3 separate regions of the Gossypium hirsutum genome follow, and regions 2 and 3 are each linked to region 1. The links are chromatin contacts, called in public Hi-C maps. All regions are on one chromosome and are shown on one strand. The core of a region is the stretch at or near the end of the contact, and the rest is flanking DNA. Distances in the headings are between cores, read along the strand shown.

Evidence for each region. Hi-C and Micro-C count contacts between places; a contact is called where the count stands out from the background.
Region 2: a contact with region 1 is called in a Hi-C map of leaf, with 2.3 times the contacts expected there. The contact joins the promoter of LOC107909883 here to the promoter of LOC107911242 in region 1. A contact is called at or near these places in 12 of 34 Hi-C or Micro-C datasets (anther, callus, hypocotyl and 1 more).
Region 3: a Hi-C map of leaf shows a contact between it and region 1, with 2.1 times the contacts expected there. The contact joins the promoter of LOC107909932 here to the promoter of LOC107911242 in region 1. A contact is called at or near these places in 4 of 34 Hi-C or Micro-C datasets (callus and leaf).

The regions. Positions count from the first base shown.
Region 1 is chrD08:41,887,334-41,890,033 of Gossypium_hirsutum_v2.1, reverse strand. LOC107911242 (dynamin-related protein 5A) reads left to right here and starts at 1,344. Exons shown (of 16, transcript XM_016839119.2): 1 at 1,344-1,680; 2 at 1,780-1,843; 3 at 1,950-2,057; 4 at 2,142-2,243; 5 at 2,391-2,441. The coding sequence starts at 1,552. It overlaps LOC107911231 (UDP-glucose 4-epimerase GEPI48), which reads left to right. Exons shown (of 9, transcript XM_041098182.1): 9 at 45-437. The coding sequence ends at 147.
Region 2 is chrD08:42,648,208-42,650,907 of Gossypium_hirsutum_v2.1, reverse strand. It overlaps LOC107909883 (endoglucanase 6), which reads left to right and starts at 1,355. Exons shown (of 9, transcript XM_041098169.1): 1 at 1,355-2,267; 2 at 2,400-2,612.
Region 3 is chrD08:42,776,167-42,778,866 of Gossypium_hirsutum_v2.1, reverse strand. It overlaps LOC107909932 (probable polygalacturonase), which reads right to left and starts at 1,330. Exons shown (of 5, transcript XM_016837645.2): 1 at 740-1,330. The coding sequence starts at 1,078.

The DNA of each region.
Region 1 (2,700 bases), core at 95-2,594:
TGAGGAAAGGAATCTTAGATGAATTGGGTTGTGATTGATTGCAGGGCAAGGTACGGCATTGAAGAAATGTGCAGGGATCAATGGAACTGGGCCAGCAAGAATCCATATGGATATGGATCTCCTGAGTCAAACGGAGTGATGAAGTGAAGACACTGTGAAACCACCATTCTATATGAAGACATTTTATGATCATAGGATTTTTATTTTTTATTATTGACAGGATTTTAGGTGATTAATTAATACGATTAAAGATGTTACGAATTATAGAGAAAGAGGAACATACTTAGTATAGGGATGCTTCAACTGCTCAGAAGCTTGTGTATTATACTGCTCCTCATTACTAGCTATCGTTTGTGGGAGTAAATTATCACATGAACACGAACTACACATAGATACTTGTAATGAAAAATACCGTCATTGTTCAAAAATTTTTTTTTACATCCTTTATGATTATTAATATTGCAAAAATTTGAATTATAAGTTTATTAAATGGTGAGCCTCCCTTCAATCAAAGGGAAAAAAACACAAAGGTTGTCTCTGTAAGGCGTAATTATAAAAGTATAAAGACACAGGCCCACAACAAACGGAATACTGGACTAGTCTCCAAGTCCAACGGCTTTATATCGCCCATTTAATTAAATCCAATAGAGAAAAGGAAAAAGTTGCCATGCCATGCCATGCCATCTGTTATTGTGCCGTTGGTACAAAAGGAAGGTCTTCTAAATTTAATTTTGAAATTTAAATCTTTATGAGAAAATGTTAATTTAATCTACTTTTTGTTTTTAATTAATAAATTCATTTATGATATTTTACTTTTATAGGAAGAAAGAAAAAGAAATCTAAGAGTTTCCCTTGTTTGATTAGCTTTCTTTTGTTTAGATAGGAAAAAGTTAATGGAATTGAAGATCTCAACAAAAATATATAAAACTTTAACATGCAGAAAATCTTTTTTCCTTTTTTTATATAATTATATTATAAAAAGATTTATTTGAAATTTAGATTCTCTCGTTAATTTTAACAATTCAAACCATTCATCTTTTTTATTTTTTTCTTTAAAATTATTAATCCAAAAATTCAACAATAAATAAATTTCATAATTTTAATTAGAAAAATTGGAATTAATTTTACCAAGTTAGCTCTGTCGAGTCGAAGATGTTTTTACCTAAGCCAACCGCCTTATTTATCACTTTCCGGCCCGGAGTTCCCCAGGCATTGTTTACTTCATTGTCGTATTAGCTAGACACGCCGTTTCACTTCAAAAATGCATACTAAATTCAAACACATAAAATAAATCGGTGGTAAAAATAATATTTAAAATAAATAAATAATAAATAAAACGCGCTTCACTTTTAAAGCCGAAGTCCCTTTATTCTTCCTCCATTTCAAAACTTCAAAAAAACTCCTTTCTCCGGACGGAACTTCATTTGGTTCTCATTTCTCACTCAGATCTGACAGGTGCCGTTTCTTTACCTTATCAGCTCAGATCTAGCTGATTTGAATCCGACGCTTGTTATCGTCGCCGGCACACATCTTAAAAAAGAAAAAGAAAAAATGGATAATTTGATTTCTCTGGTGAACAAGATTCAAAGAGCTTGCACTGCTCTTGGTGATCATGGAGAGGCAAGCGCCTTGCCTACTCTTTGGGATTCCTTACCGGCGATCGCCGTCGTTGGTGGTCAGGTCGACTCTCGATCTTTCTTTTCCTTTTTCTATTTCTAGTCAACCTTTGTTTTCTTTTTTCTTTTATGATCTGCTGGTCTGAGATTTCAATATTAACAGAGTTCAGGGAAATCTTCGGTGTTGGAAAGCGTTGTCGGCAAGGATTTTTTACCTCGTGGATCCGGTAAAAACAATAAGTTATCGCTCTCAATCTATCCTTCACCGCTAAGAAACTCAAGAACTGATTCTTTTTTCTTTCATTTTGCTTTTTTGATTAAAAATTAATGCAGGTATTGTTACTCGTAGACCTCTGGTGTTACAGCTTCATAAAAGTGATGAAGGAACCAGAGAATATGCTGAGTTTCTTCACCTTCCTAGAAAAAGAATTACCGATTTTGGTAAATATCTTCTTATCGTTCTTTATTTAAGCAAAAGGAGTTATATAAATCTTAGGGTTTAACTTTTTGTTATCTACGTTATAGCTGCTGTTAGGAAGGAGATTCAAGATGAGACGGATAGAGAAACTGGGCGAACTAAACAAATATCTAGTGTTCCAATTCATCTTAGTATATTTTCTCCCAACGGTATGACCTGTTTGTAAAAATTATTTCTGTTTTCTTCCACTTTATTTAATTGTAAAAAGTCATCTTATTATATGTTCTACCAAATCTCCAGCATATAAGATATTTTCTCTACTTATTTTTTTTTATTTTTTATGTAATTTTATGCAGTTGTCAATTTGACTCTGGTTGACCTTCCTGGTCTGACGAAGGTAGCTGTTGGTAAGTTAACGGAAAAGCCTCGTGAAAATTCAAAGAAAATTTCAATCCTTATAATGCTTTGTCTCTAATTTAGACTACCATATTTCCACGGGACCTAAAATAAGTAAAATATTCAAAATTTAATTCTTTTTATTTCCCATGTAAAAAAAAAAAATCATAGCATTTTTGCACTTCATACCCCAATTTCATTCTCTTCTGGTAATAAGATTTGCAAAAAGAATTATTAAATTATGGGATATTGATGGATTATCTTGATAAA
Region 2 (2,700 bases), core at 106-2,605, 760 kb before region 1:
TTAGCCGGTAATTGCGGAGGCTTGCCTCTTTGACTTACATACCGTACGTCTCCACTGTCCACATCTCTTGGTTTTTTAAAACCTTCTTATGATATTAAAATAAAAAACTCTTTTTTACTTTTATGAAAGGGCAAAAGGAAAAGCAAGATGACAAAAATATTTTCGGCAACCCAAAAAAAAGAAAAAGGTTAATTTCCGGCGGAGACCGTTGATTGCTGTTGGGAATTAAGCGCTCTCTTTTTGACCTTTTAAATAAAATAACCAAATGAAAATGGACATCTTGCACAGTTGATTTTACAAAGGATTGTCATATTGCCTACCGGATGCCGTCGGTGGACTCCTAATTTCAGAAGAGAAAATAAAATGGGGTTGTCGGGTTTGGCGAATCATAGTTACCATTATCAACAATTCCGGTTGATGCTGAGAAGTTCCCTCAATAATTAAAGCAATTATTCAAATTCCATGTCTTCTAAGCTTGTCAAAAAAAAAATTCAAATTCCCTCTAATATTTAGATTTTAATTCTACATCCAATCGTCATAAAAACCTCAACCCCCTTTTCTTTAGCTGGACAAAATAATGGCTTTTAGTTGAGAATTTAGGGTTACATTCAACCCCCTTCATCAATAATATATAACATTTACATTTATCCATTAATAATGCATCTTTTTCTTTATGCTTTTCACATCAATTCATTCTCCAAACATATGTAGATTTATGTGTGGTCAATAAATTATATCTTAAAATTTATTGTTTATGATAATAATTATAATTTTTTTAAAATTATATATATTATATATGATTTCTTTTATATTTTTAATCAATATAATATATATAATATTAAAAAAATAAAAGAGACATGTGGTATATTCTAATAGCATAACATGGCAAATCAATGTCTGATCAATTACCGTCAACAATTGGTCAATATCTACCAATGATCAATCAATACTCGTCAATGGTCGATCAACATCGACCACTGTGACATTTTTTTTCATTGATCAAAGTGGCCTAACAAATATTTTTAACCAACATTACAAAATAGATAAATAAAATTAAGTACAAAATTGAGAAAATGAATATATTTTAAGAGATTTAAGTTAATATTTAAAATAATCATATTTAATACAATTCAAAAAGAAAAAGAAAATAAAATGTCTAAAATAATTAGGGTTAGATATGTGCTATAATTGGCCTAATCAAGCAGTGTGGCAGCACCTGTAAAAGATGATCCAGGGTTTGCAATTTTCCCATACCTAATACGACAGGAGACGCAAACGGACAGGTCGCAGGCTGCAGAAGCCAGATGATTAATTTAAAAATAAAAATAAAAATAATTTGCATTAATTATGGGTGAACAAATTTCAAAACATAAACCAAGCAGCCAAGTTTTGCAAAATCCAATTATGTCCACCATTTGTGACCCAGGACAGGGTACCCTCCCACATGCGGTGCCCAACAGAGATTTAATGGAGTCGTAATAAACTTCATGCCTTAATTTCAGGGGCATTATTCCCAAGTTACAAACAATGTAAGTTTAGTGGAGTGGAGAAGGCATAAAAAGAAATTCTACAGAAGAGTAAAAATCAGAAATTAATTTTAATCATGTTTAGCAGCAGTTTCCCTGCCAAAAAGAACCATTAAATCCGCACCGACTCTACCCAGTGAAAGACTAAAAGCGCCAGGGACACCCACATGACTTTGTTCTTTCCCTTTCCCTCTCCTCCAATTATTATTAAAAACTACTTTCAATACCAATTTTTAACCTCTCTTGCTCTTCCTTCCCTCCACTCCACAATATATAGAGGCTTCAGCTCCTCTTCCAATTCCCAATCCCACTGCTCTTTCTCTCCTCACTTTCATTTCTATCACCTCTTTTAACTCATTCCATTTTTTTTTACCTTTCTCTCCAATTCCCAATCCCACTGCATTTTTTGTGTTCGATACCAAATGGGTTTCTCTTTTTAGTTTTAGAAACTTGAAGGAAACCCCACTCTGCAGAAAGAGATCTGTTTTTGTTTCAACTTGAAACTTGAATTGTGTCTTTTGATAAGTTTGAATGTACATGGAGAAGTTGATGAGGCTGATTGAAATGACTCCTTTACTTCTGCTGCTTTTTCTTCCTTCTGCTTTTGCTGGACATGACTATAACCAAGCTCTGAGCAAGAGCATTCTGTTCTTTGAAGCTCAGAGATCTGGTTACCTTCCTCATAACCAGAGAGTTACGTGGAGAGCCAATTCCGGCTTGAATGACGGCAAGGCCAGTGGGGTAAGTTAAAGTTCCACTCTCAACTTGAACTTGTTTTCTCGGTCAAAACGTCACTTTTGTTCTTTGACTTGCTTCATTTAGAATCGAAAATTATGGTATTTATGGTTGAAGTTGTTTTCCCAAATTCTCAAGGTGGATCTGGTTGGAGGGTACTACGATGCAGGGGACAATGTGAAGTTCGGACTGCCCATGGCATTCACCATAACAATGATGTCCTGGAGTATTATAGAGTACGGGAAACAAATGGGTGCCAATGGAGAGCTCGGCCATGCGATGGAAGCAGTCAAGTGAGGCACTGACTACCTCATTAAAGCTCATCCCGAACCTTATGTCCTTTATGGAGAGGTACTCTTCCCGACCTTCTTCCCTCGTGTTTCTTCCCATTCTTAACACTCCATTATTTTGTCACTAATATGTCCAAATCCCTTTTTCA
Region 3 (2,700 bases), core at 81-2,580, 890 kb before region 1:
ATCCATTCAGATTGTCTATTACTACTGTCCATTAGGAAGAGTATGATTTTATTATTTAATTAATAACACCAACACTGTAACAGGACTGCATTATATTATTAATCTAGACTAGATATGGCACCAAGTTGGACAACAAAGCCTGCCAGCTATTGAATGAGAACTAAAGAAAAAAGAAAACCCAAAATATCATGCACATGCAACTATACTATGGCAACCGACAATATTTCTCTCATATCTTAACAATGCTGCGCGGACCCACTTCCATGGAGACCATCTTCGCCACAAACAGTGTCGCAATAAAATTGTCATTTCAACTATATCGTACAAACTACACTTATTATATTTAAGACAACAATGCAACCAAAACCCAAATCTTTAAAAAAGTGAACAAAGAATAAAGAAAAGGAAAGAAAAGCAAGAATAACAGTCATATAGAAGAATCAGTCTTTGCAATTATTATTATAAATTATACTAGTTCATAATTAAAACCCAGATTACAGCTTTCATTACCATTTTAGAAGCAAAGTACTTTAATCTAACAATGATCAATTCATTTCTAAGATTCAACTCACTCCCATTTTCCTCACAATTAAACCTTACGTTTGAGTAAAATACAGCAATTTTTTTAGCAATATTAGGAAGGGAAGGGTTGGAATAAAGATTCTGTAAGATCCAAACTTGAGTGAAGACTCTGATAATACTAGCAAGTAATAATCAGTAGTTAAGAGACTTGAGTTACCTGAGTGGCTTTGATAACAGCACCTCGAGCCAAATAAAGTGTCATATGACTAGTAAGATTGAAACTGTCGGTTAAGTAGACTCCAGAAGGCACAAAAAGTAGCGTGCCGCCTCTCCTTCTCAGATGCTGAATCCGATATATAGCTTTCCGGAAGGCTATGGTATTGAGCGTCTGTCCGTCGCCGACACCACCAAAGTCCGTTATCGATATCTTATCGCCTCTTTCCGTCATAGGAACAATCCCCGAGCAGGTTGTCAAGTCCCCATAAGAAAAGTGAACCCAAAAAGAGGCTTCAAGGAAGAAGCAACAAAGCAAAACAGAAGCCAATGCACGAAACATTCGGGTTCAAATAGAAAGAAAAAGAAAGGGAAGTTTATTTGGAGAAGGACAGAAAATGAGTTGATGGAACACTGGGCGTAGATACGGAGATGGAAACAAGGAGAGAGCTCCAAAGGGTTTCTTTCTGCTTATTTTTTTAATTAAGAAAAGGAAAGCTTGAACTTTGAAGTAAGGATTGGGACTTTATCAACTTATCGCAAAGAAAGGCCGGAGAGAAGTAATGGTTGAGGTGTTGATGCCTTTGGTTTTGGCTCAACTCTTAATTTTAAGATTTCTCTATTTTTTATGTTTAAAATATTTAATAATAATAATAATAATAATAATTATTATTATTATTATTATTATATATGCACTTTTTGACTTAATAATAATAATAATAAAGTTAAAATCACCTTTTGATTTGAACTTGGTCTGAATTCCTTTTTTGTTATTTAGGTTAAAATTTGTTAATTATTCTTACATTAAGGTTTTACCCTTTTTTCTTCATGTTAGGTTTTGAACTTGACAAATGTTCTCACATTGAGACTTCAACTCTTTTTTATTCAACTTAGTCCTTAAAAACCTTAAAGTTTAAATCTTAATTTGGGGATAATTGCCAAGTTCAGACCCTAATGAGGAAACAATTGTCAAATTCAGGGCTTAACTTTGACCAAAAAAAAGTTAAGACTCCAATGTGAGAAAAATTGCTAAGTTTAGACCCCAAATAGTGATTTAATCCTAATAAAACTTATTATTTATTGATAAACTCATTTCTCAAAATACGCTTTTTAGGCAATTTTGATATCGAGTATAGTTTAATGTGTTGCCAAATCAACACATTAATTCATACATTTTATGTCAGCATGTCGAGAAGAGTTGAAATCTACAAGTGTCAAGTTTAGAGATAAAAGGTTAGACTAGCATTTTATTTTGTCGTAGGACCAACCAACTACATTGAATGCAGTGGAAGTCAGTTCTTATGGTGATCGCCTTCCACTCTATAAAAATTCAATCATCCTTCTTTTTTTCTCATCAAAATCTTACTCAAGCTTTCCAACTCTACAAAAAAACAAAAAAAAATGCTTTTATTTACATATTTTTCGAGAGAAAATGGTCTACCATATTATTAATTGTGCCCTCAACAAGGTGAAATCTCTAATTATTTTTTTAATTATCGAAGAATTATTTTTAAGATTTTCCAAATTTTAATTCTTTTTGTTTTTAACAATTAGTATTATCTTTAGGTCTGACATAATTTACACTTCTCGGATCCCAATCTTCATTCCTAAGAATGTTTGCAAGATGTCAATTTGTCCATGGCATATAAAATGGAAAAGCTCCATGTTGGTTTCCATCTTGGTGAAAATATGGAGGCCGAAAATAATTACATTCCATTTTCCATGTAAGGAAGAAACAATTACTCTCAAAGACATCACTTTTATAATTGACATTCAAATTAATGGAGAGGCAGTAATTGGACCTAATGGCATCAATTTGGAGTCAATGTGCGGGCAATTATTAGGTATCGTGCCATCAAAGGAGAGGTTGAAGGATTTACATAGGTACCAATTGAAATGCACATGGTTGGAGAAACTTGTCAAAAAATATAAAATTAAATTGGCGGTGTCCGCAAGCGTACGGGT